2 separate regions of the Anser cygnoides genome follow, and region 1 is linked to region 2. Evidence: chromatin contacts called from public Hi-C data. All regions are on one chromosome and are shown on one strand. Each heading gives the region's core, a stretch centred on a gene start, on an enhancer-like site or on the middle of the called end of the contact. The rest is flanking DNA. Distances are from core to core; before and after follow the strand shown. Region 1 holds the start of KCNK5 (potassium two pore domain channel subfamily K member 5). Region 2 has its middle 64 kb from the start of KCNK5.

Region 1 (4,496 bases), core at 449-2,948, 64 kb before region 2:
TAAATGATTCCCTCATACCAACGTCAATTTCATCCTAAACTGAGCCAGAGTCTGGATTCTGAATGATATCTACAGCAAGTCAAGCACACTAGGTTTAAGGTACACCCCAATCCAAATAAGGTTTTTCTCTCGGGGATCTTGGACAGGTTTAGGATAACCTAGACTAAGATTTCAGTGAGATTCCAGTACAGCAAAGGCATCCTCGAAAGCACAGCACGTCTTTCATTTTCCCGACATCCCTCCACAATTTCAAGCCTCCATCCACCATTCCACTCCATACCACGACACTGTATTTAATGGGGGTACTGAGACGGTAACAACAAGGACACTGCCAACAGAAAGCTCTGCTATCTGAAGCAGACAGAAAGCAGCCACCAACCGAAGGACGAAGACTTAAACCACAAACTTTTAGAACCAAGAACCATACCCTCTTCTAAGCTTGCACAGTATCAATTACGCCAACAGTCATGAGTCATTTTCCCCGTCTTCTGTATTTTAGCATTTTAGTAGACTTTTTAGCGAATTTAAAAATAAAGTTTTTTAAAAATCCGAAACACAATGAACATGAGGTCTAGTCAATATAAACATCTCTGAAATAAAGTCCCAAAGGACTCATTTCCACTGCTGGAGCCCCGCGTATCTAAGCAGCCTATTTTCCACGGTTCACCGTTGCTGGCCACCATCTTTTAATGGACACCACGTCCATTAAAGGACACTAACCAAGTTTATACTACTCTGCGATTTTATACATACTATTGATTAATAATTAGATTTGAAGAGGCGTTCTGCCAGATAAGAGGGAGAGGACGATTAACCCGCTCCGCATGCTTAGAAAGAGGTCTTTGGGCTGAAGTGGAAGAGGGCTGCAAGCATCCCTGGGTGCGAGGCGCTCATCCCTGGGCGGCCTGAACTTTCCTTCAGCTGCCCCGACTGACCCCTCAGACCTGCACTCAGCGCCCTGACAACTCACAACGAGGGCATTCAGTACGGGGGAGAAAACATGGGAAATAAATAAATAAAGTCCAGCCCAAACAGAAGACGCTCAAGACGCTCGGCTTCACCTTCCCCTCCTCACACACGAGGGAGGGAGCCCCTCCGGGTGGGCCAAGAGCCGCAGCGAGCACCTCGGTGCCGGGCTGGCAGCGAACCGGGGGCTCCCTCCTCGCCCCGATCGCGGGCCCCCGGGGCTCGGAGCTTTCCTCGAGGAGGCTCCGGGCTCGGCGGAGACGGGACCGCCGCTGGCTCTCCCCGGGGAGCCCGGCACTGCCCCTGCCCTGCTCCCGGCCCCGCTCCCGGTCCCGGTCCCGCCCCGGGGCGCCCGGCGGCACCTGCTCCCGCCCGGCCGCCAGCCCGGTACCTGCAGAATCTTGTCCAGCCCCTCCTGGCCCAGGCAGGGGAACTGCTTGAGCAGCTCCGTCTTCTGTCGCTTGTAGTCGTCGGTGGCCGAGCGCCAGTGCGGCTCCTCCAGCACCTCGAAGATCGCCGCCCCGATGGACAGGTAGAAGATGATGGCCGAGGTCAGCAAGGGGCCCCTGTCCACCATGGTGCCGCCGGCGGGGAGGCGAGGAGAGGAGAGAGGAGAGGAAGAAGAGGGCCGGGGAGGGCGGGCGGGCGGAGCGCGGCGGGCGGGCCGGGGAGGCTGCCCCGCGTTGCGGCCGTGGGTGCCCGCGGCCGCCCCTGACACCTCTGCCTTGCCCCGCCGTGCGCCGCGCCGCCTCTCCCGGCCGCTGCCGCTTTCCCTTAGAGCCTTCCACACTCCCCTCCCACTCTCCTCCTCCCTCACTTCTCCTCCTCCGCTCCGCTCCTCTCCTCTCCCCCCGGCTTGCCTCCTTCCCCCGTGGTTTTTTTTTTTTCGTTTTTTTTTTTTCTTTCTTTTTTCCCTCCCCTCCCTCCTCAGCAGCGATTTGAATTTGGTGCCCTCCCGCTTCCTCCCCCTCCGCCCAGCCCCAGCGTGCGCATGCGGGGCTGCGGGCGGGGGAGAGGCCGGCGGGGCGCCCCGAGGTGCGGCCCCCGGATGGCCCCGGCTCTGATCTCGGTCCTAGCCCCTATCCCCCATCCCAGTCCCGGTCCCGGTCCCGGTCCCGGTCCCGATCCCGGCCCTCACCCGCCCGTGAGGGGCCGCGCCGGGGAGAGGAGGGTGCGCGACCTCCCCGCCGCCGTTGGGAGCGAGTGTGGGGGCCGCTGAGGTGAGCCCGGCCTCGCTTCCCTCAGTGACTTTTTGTTACCGTCGCTGTTACTTGACTCATCCTGCCAGGTTCCCCGGAGGTTTTCGTTTTCGACGCTGGAAGGTTGTGAAATAAGGCGTTCGGCAAAGCGCTGGAGGAGAGGTGGCAGCAGCTCTGAGGAGGACAGAAGGGGGGCGGCGGGCAGGCTTTGCCCTTGCCCCGGGATGTTGTCCGTGGGTGTTATGGACCCTTCACCACAAGAACAGCATCTCCCTTCCGTCATGCATTTTGTAAACTCAATAAATCACACGTTTCTGTATGCACCCATGCGTGTGGGCCTGTGAGTTTCCATGAGATGTTCAAGCTCTCTGGGGTGAAGTTCACCAGCTTGCCGTGATCATGGAGCCCTTCCCAGGAGCCTTTCATGGCCACGCTCCTCCACAGTCGTACATCAGGGCTGCTGGAAGTGGAGTTGAATGGTCAGAGAAAGATCAACTCAGTGACGAGATAGAGCTGTGTGTTACATGACGTGGCAAAGGGCTCCTGGTGTGCATGCAGTTTGTGTTAGGAATGCTGTTATTGTGGCATAACTTAATTCCCCGACTCCCCTAGCCCTCTTCCCCCTGGACACCCAAGAAAATGGTCAAAAATGCAGAGGTGTCCAAAGGATTTTTAGGTGCTTAGGTATGTCAGCTGGAGTCCACACACCAAAGGGCTGAGGTTAGCCTGCTGAAATTCTCATGTGGCCCTAATTGAAATGGGAGGAGGGAAAATGGAGAAAACTGGAAAGAGGAAGGAAACAAGGAGAAAATACACAACAAAGTATGAGAAAGGAAAAAGGAGAACATGTGGAAGGCAAAGGAACTGCCTCGGTTAGGAGGTAGCCAGAGACACCTATCTGTAAAACTTTGACTCATGCCAAATGGATGCTCTTGTGAGACTGCCCACAGAAATTTACATGGCCCTTAAGCAGTCCTTCCTACTAGCTTGTACAGTGCTTGATGAAAATACATCTGCCAGAGGTTCCTGGCAGCTTAAAAAGCAGGACTGGAGAAACCACAAAATCCACAAGCATGTTACGTGATCAGCATCGCTCTTTTTTTGCATGGGATTCCCCAGTTATGTAAAGGCAACATTAAGAAGACAAAAGGATTGCCAAACTGTAGTAGTAAAAAAAAAAAAAAAAAAAGTAATTATGTGCTAGAAGAGATCAAGTAGAAGGTGGCATAATACACATTTTAAAAATAATGAATGGTATAGGGAAATTACAATAATTTATTTTAAAGCAAAAGTGGGGGGTGTTTCATGAAGTTGTAAGGCAGAACTCTTAATTAAATGGAAAAGAAGGATTTCATGATGCATGATTTTTGCAGGAAAATTATTCCCAGGTGCTATCATTTGGCCCAAGAGCTTTGCAAAACTTGAAAAGCCATTGGCCATATAAATGAATAATGTGAGCATCCATCATTGCCTTACTTAAGGATTTAAGATTAAAGTTAAAAAGGGTAAGGTATGTAAAAACTCAAAGCAAGTGACTGAAAGCATTAAGCAAGATGTTTCCCATAGGGTGAACTATGATATAATTCTACTTCTGGTGTTCTCGCACCTTCTTCTGAATCACCTGCAAGTGGTTAGGATATTCCAACAGCAGGAACAGTAGTCTGACACGTTATAGCAGTGTTTCACTTGTGTGTTCCTGACCCTGAACATCTGTGCTTCATAACTGGAAGGTATTTGATTAAATTTTGAAAATGTACTCTTCTCCATCTGTCTCCGAGTCTCTAAAGGCCCATTTATACCATTGAAACTCTATCTTAAAGGGATGAGGAATGACACAAATGACCCTGAACCTACTGCAATTATATAAGCATGGATGAGAGCGCTTTCAGGCATTTTATAGGAAGTTTGTTTGCAATTTTGATTCAACATTTCTGCTTTCCACTCTAAACTCTCAATCACTGATTGCTTAATTAGTGCTCTCAGTTACTGAGTCAGTCAGTGTTTAAAAACAAACAAACCTGTAGATCACACACCATTTTTCCCTGTGTTGAAATGCTATTGCACTTGTTAGACTGTCTCCTTGTGTTTCTCCAAGTTCCAAAGAGATGATCCTGGTAAGGATAACACTGTTTAGAAGAATAGTTTATTCCCCAATGAACAGTAGCCAACTACTCCTGCAGTTAGTAGTCATTCTCTCAGTATCAACAAACTTCTTGCAATGAGGTGTTTTACTTCTTTTCTGCAGAGCAAATTACAAGGCATTTTTTCATGCTGCTGTCCAAGCAAGTGCGGCAAGAAAGAATGTTTCTGTAGCTGGCCTCTCTTTGCACC
Region 2 (4,524 bases), core at 1,058-3,557:
TATCCTTATCACAACACCGTAAGCCATCACCAGTATCTTTAGTGAATGCTGTCCTATGAGAATATACTCATACAGCAGCTTGTTCCTTTTGTGCTTCCTTCTGGTCAGGTAACCATGACTTCTCTGCTATGCTCAAGTCTTACCCATTAACCTGCTCATTCATCCATCCGCTTCCCAATCTATCCACCTTTAAAATCACTTAGAAACTGACACAAGAGCATTCACTCAGATATTGATGTTAATTTAAATGAATCAATCTGGATCATCCCCTTGGGCCTGACTCTCATTAATATTTAAAATCACATTTCACAGACCCAGGAAATGGAAAATTGGATCTTTCCAATTAAATTGACACTTTCCATTAATGACATTGTTCTGCTGTTATTATTGACAGTTTAGTGCAGCAGCAATCTAACCAGCCCAACATGTTGATTTCTGCCTTTTCCAACACCGTGAAGAAAATAATCTTTAAAGACAAAATATTTTAACTGAAGAAACAGAAGAGGCTGAAGTATTTAATGCATCTATATATATATTAAAAAATAAATAAAACAAACAGAAATAGGACCCACACATAAGGTTATTTACTTTAGTGCCTTATGGTGTTATCTCTGAGCTGATTTTTTTCTCACCTGCTTTTTTCATCTTTGGCGGTGCTAAAATTGCTATGTCTTTCTTATCTTGTCTTGATTACCCTACGCAGAAAAAGTCCATGCTCAAAAGATACTGGATAGTAAAACCTTTCAACAGTCATGGAACATGGTAAACCAAGAAATAACCAAAACAGGTATATTCATGTAACTTGTATTTCTACCTTCAAAAAGACCAGGGAAAACAACATAAATCAGGTTTGTCTAGCTTTTTAACAGCTGGGTACTGCATTATATGGTCAGATAAATACACATTTTAAAACCCTTTGATTAAAAAAGAGAAACTGCTCAGGGTACAGATAGACTCATCAATGGGTTGGAACTGGCTCTTGGGCTGCCTACGAGCACCCCTGTAGTTTAGGATATACTATGCAAATGAGAATGTGCACACCCCGTGTGACACATCCCTTGAACATAAAAGCGTGGAGCTACTGAACTATTTCAAACAGATAGGTGGTCTTGTCCAGATCTAGTGCCTGCTTTGTGTCACAGGGAGCTGCTTTTGTTTCAAGGAGTGTAGCATCTGCATCAACAAATGAGAAGGAAATGCAGAGGTGTCCCATCTTCATTGGGAATGTGTAAATCACCTCTATTCCTGTCTTGGGGCTTACATGGGAGGAGTCCAGAGCTCCTATTTAGCCTCTGGTATGAGAAAGACTGGACAGCTGTGACTGCCGTGATGTCTAGATGTCTTGTGTTAATGAGTCAACTTCCAATTAAGCTGAAAATGTGATTGTGGGCCTGCATTCTTGGCTGCCATAAATCTGTTCAAATTTACATAATCTTAAAATACTCACAGTCTGCTCAGTTATCCCATCAAGAATCTGGTGTATATTTAGTGTCCTTCCATTATCTTAATCTCTAGAGTTTATAAGGTAAGGGGGAGGAAGCAAGGAGATTGAGTCTGCAAACAACCTCCAAGATAGCCACAGTTTAACTGAAAACTTCACGATGGGAAAGTGGTTGAAGTGATACTTGGCTTTTTAAAACAATTTACGATCAGTGCTGGGTTTAAATCCTCCCTATGATACCTCTTTAGGAATATTAGGTGCACAGGAAGGCTCTTAAGAACAGCACTCTCCATTGAGTGGTAATGAGTGGGGGTGACAGCAGTGTCAAGTGATGCTTGCTGGCATGTCTGCATCACACAGTGCAGCCTGGCTGCAGAGGCACCCTAAACAGCTGGATTGCAGCGAGCAGCACAAGCATATGCACTTTCCAGGAAACCTTACTGCTTTTAAGCCAAATCCGGTTTCTCCAAAAAGCCACCGTGCATCATACAGACATGCCAGCTTGGGAAAGAACAGGTCACTGTTAGTCCATGTGCCTGCATTGCATGGTATGGACATTACCATGCCTGTTACAGTTCCCCAAATGACCAGCCTGTTAAAGAAGACTTTTAAAAAACTTCTACCTCCTACCAAAACAGAGCACAGAACCACACAAAAATCCCAGGTGAAATGTGGAAAGAGGAGATTTTTGAACACATAGGGGTAGAGGAATAAATAGTTTAAGCACAGAGCTTACATTTTGGAATGGGAAATCAGAAAAAAAATGTTTACAAAACGCATGAGTAAAGAAAAATGTTTGAGTTTTTATCTCTTTGCAAAGAAAGTTATTGGCTTGTATTGAGCCTTTCCCTGGGAGTGTTTGCAAACCAAACATTATGCAGCTGCCAAGTGCCTGAAAACCAAAATGTGAAACTGACCTAAAATAAAAGCAAAAGCGAGTGCTTTATTTTCATCAACACAGAAGAAGAGAAATGAAAGGCCAAGATGCAGGGCGAGTAAAGACCTCTAGGATGTGATTAATGTGCGCAATGCCAAGACCACCTCTACAAGCCACTGAAAGTTATACATACTGTTCAGGTGAAATTTGTCCTACCCTAAAAGTGGGTCAGTCAAATCATATCCCTGAAGTGCCTTTGACCAGATTATATATAAATGCCTAATATTGGATGACATGACTGCTTTGCCTAATCTTTAACATATATCAATCTGCAACACTGTAACGCCCCTTCCAGTTAAACTAAGCATTTCAGAGAAAAGTAGAGAATAAAAAAAGAAAGAAGATGTTAGAGACAGACAAGAGAAGGGAAGGCTGGATCTGTCATGTGTTATCTGTGCAGTGATGGTGATTTCCCAAGTTTCCTGTACACTATGGATTGTACTGAAGCTATGTCACTACCTGTCACTCAGGGCTCATGCCTACAGCCACACACTAGCTAGAGCACACCGTGAAATGCCTGATGAAGTTTCAGGTGTGCTCAGATGTTTTTCCCACAGAAATGAAATAGATGGGAACTAGATTACCTCTGGGAAACTGGCAGTCATGCCACCAGTGTCTCACTTTCTTCCACAGCTGTGTGGATACTGTAACCAGCTGGAGACAACATCTAGCTTACTGAGCTGTGTGGGTGTTCACAGGGTGCTTGCAGTAGTCGGTACATTAGTGGAGCACATTACGGGGCTTATTTCTGAAAATATCACGCAAATCTTAAATAGTGACTTCTCTCAGTATTTCTGGGAGCTACAGAATAGGGATCATTAATTCCATTTTATGACTGGCAAAGTTGAGTTACAGAGAAGTAAAAGTCTAAAGATAGTCTTCACTCTTCCTTCTACGTCTGCCAGCCTAACTATGTTGGTCAGAGATTGAAGGCAGCAGTTATTCCAACAAGATAAGCAACCCTTTATGTCCTTGGGGAAAGTAGTATGAGCTTTATACTCATTAGGAGGGTTTCCTGGTATAACAATACCAATTGGAGTTAACTGGCAAATACTTCCTTGTGCAGATAAGGTTTGAATTATTCCAGAAGCACGTTCCTACAACATGATCATATATTCCCGCCACTCTGCTTCACCGTTTCTCATATACATAACTTACTGCATTCAAAATCCTTTTCCTACCTTATCGTATGTCCCTGTGTGTCTGTGTGCATGCAGAGTTTCAACACCCCTCATTGCTTGGGTTAGAAGTGCCCTGACCCACAGACAGTTAGCAGACTGCTAAGCCAAGATCTGCAGTAAGCCACCAGTGCCTGTCTGGGCAAAGGGGTCTGGGGCTGCAGACTTGAAAGTTAGCGCCTGTGTTTGTTAGGAAGTGTGAATCAACAGATGATCCCATGCTGAGCAGATCTGAAACCAGATATACGGTCAGTCACACCAGGCCCTGCTTAATCAGCTGGTTTTGCTTGGAAATACGATAAGGGAGGGCAAGGCTGGGAGACGCAGCTCATATTGGCAGTCTCTGACAGCTCCCTCGTATTGCAAAGCAAGTGGTGTGGAAGATTATAGGTGCGAAACCTGCTCACCCGCCCAGAGACTGCACAGTTTGACTTTTTTTTCCAGCACGTCATTTATTTGTGTAATGCCATTGCACAGTTGTTCCAGCTGTATGTAGAGCTACATTCTTTAAAACAGATCGCTCAGGTCTGATGTAACTTAACCAGACGCAGCAGAGCTCGACCATGCTCTGCAGTTCTACATCACAGCTAGCATCCTGAGGGCCCTCCAGTGGCAACCCCTCCAGAGGTGCCTCGGTCCCCCTGTTTAGAGACTAGACACCTTCTCAAAATTGCTACTAGCTACTCAGCAGGTACTCACCTGGGATCTGGGGCCAAGCCTCTGCACCTCCTAAGATGCTGGGTACCCCGAGGCATCCTTTTCAAGCTCTGCAGGTACATTTGTAGCATATGGTGCAGCTATTTTACAATCACTGGATCCTAGACACCACATTTTCACGTCCCCAGACCTGCACAAGTGAGCTCTAGAGTCAACCACTGTCTCTCTCTCTTCTATCTCTGCAGTGAGTATTTAGCTCAGGAGGTTGAGAAAGACTTAACTTCTGCCTAGCCTGGGGCCTTAGCTGTGAT

What was found. Hi-C and Micro-C count contacts between places; a contact is called where the count stands out from the background.
Region 1: a contact with region 2 is called in a Hi-C map of liver, with 1.9 times the contacts expected there. The contact joins the promoter of KCNK5 here to the enhancer-like site in region 2. A contact is called at or near these places in 2 of 7 Hi-C or Micro-C datasets (both in liver).

What each region holds. Positions count from the first base shown.
Region 1 is chr3:32,655,537-32,660,032 of Taihu_goose_T2T_genome, reverse strand. It overlaps KCNK5 (potassium two pore domain channel subfamily K member 5), which reads right to left and starts at 1,698. Exons shown (of 5, transcript XM_048080093.2): 1 at 1,358-1,698. The coding sequence starts at 1,543. It overlaps LOC125184888 (a long non-coding RNA gene), which reads left to right and starts at 1,861. Exons shown (of 2, transcript XR_007169489.2): 1 at 1,861-2,186; 2 at 2,255-2,489.
Region 2 is chr3:32,592,559-32,597,082 of Taihu_goose_T2T_genome, reverse strand. No RefSeq gene overlaps it. Among named protein-coding and RNA genes, the nearest start is that of KCNK5, 64 kb to the left of the region's middle. Within about 2 kb of position 2,307, at least 2 of the 3 cell types and tissues checked have open chromatin away from gene starts, as enhancers often do. A contact at or near this core is called in liver, where this site is marked.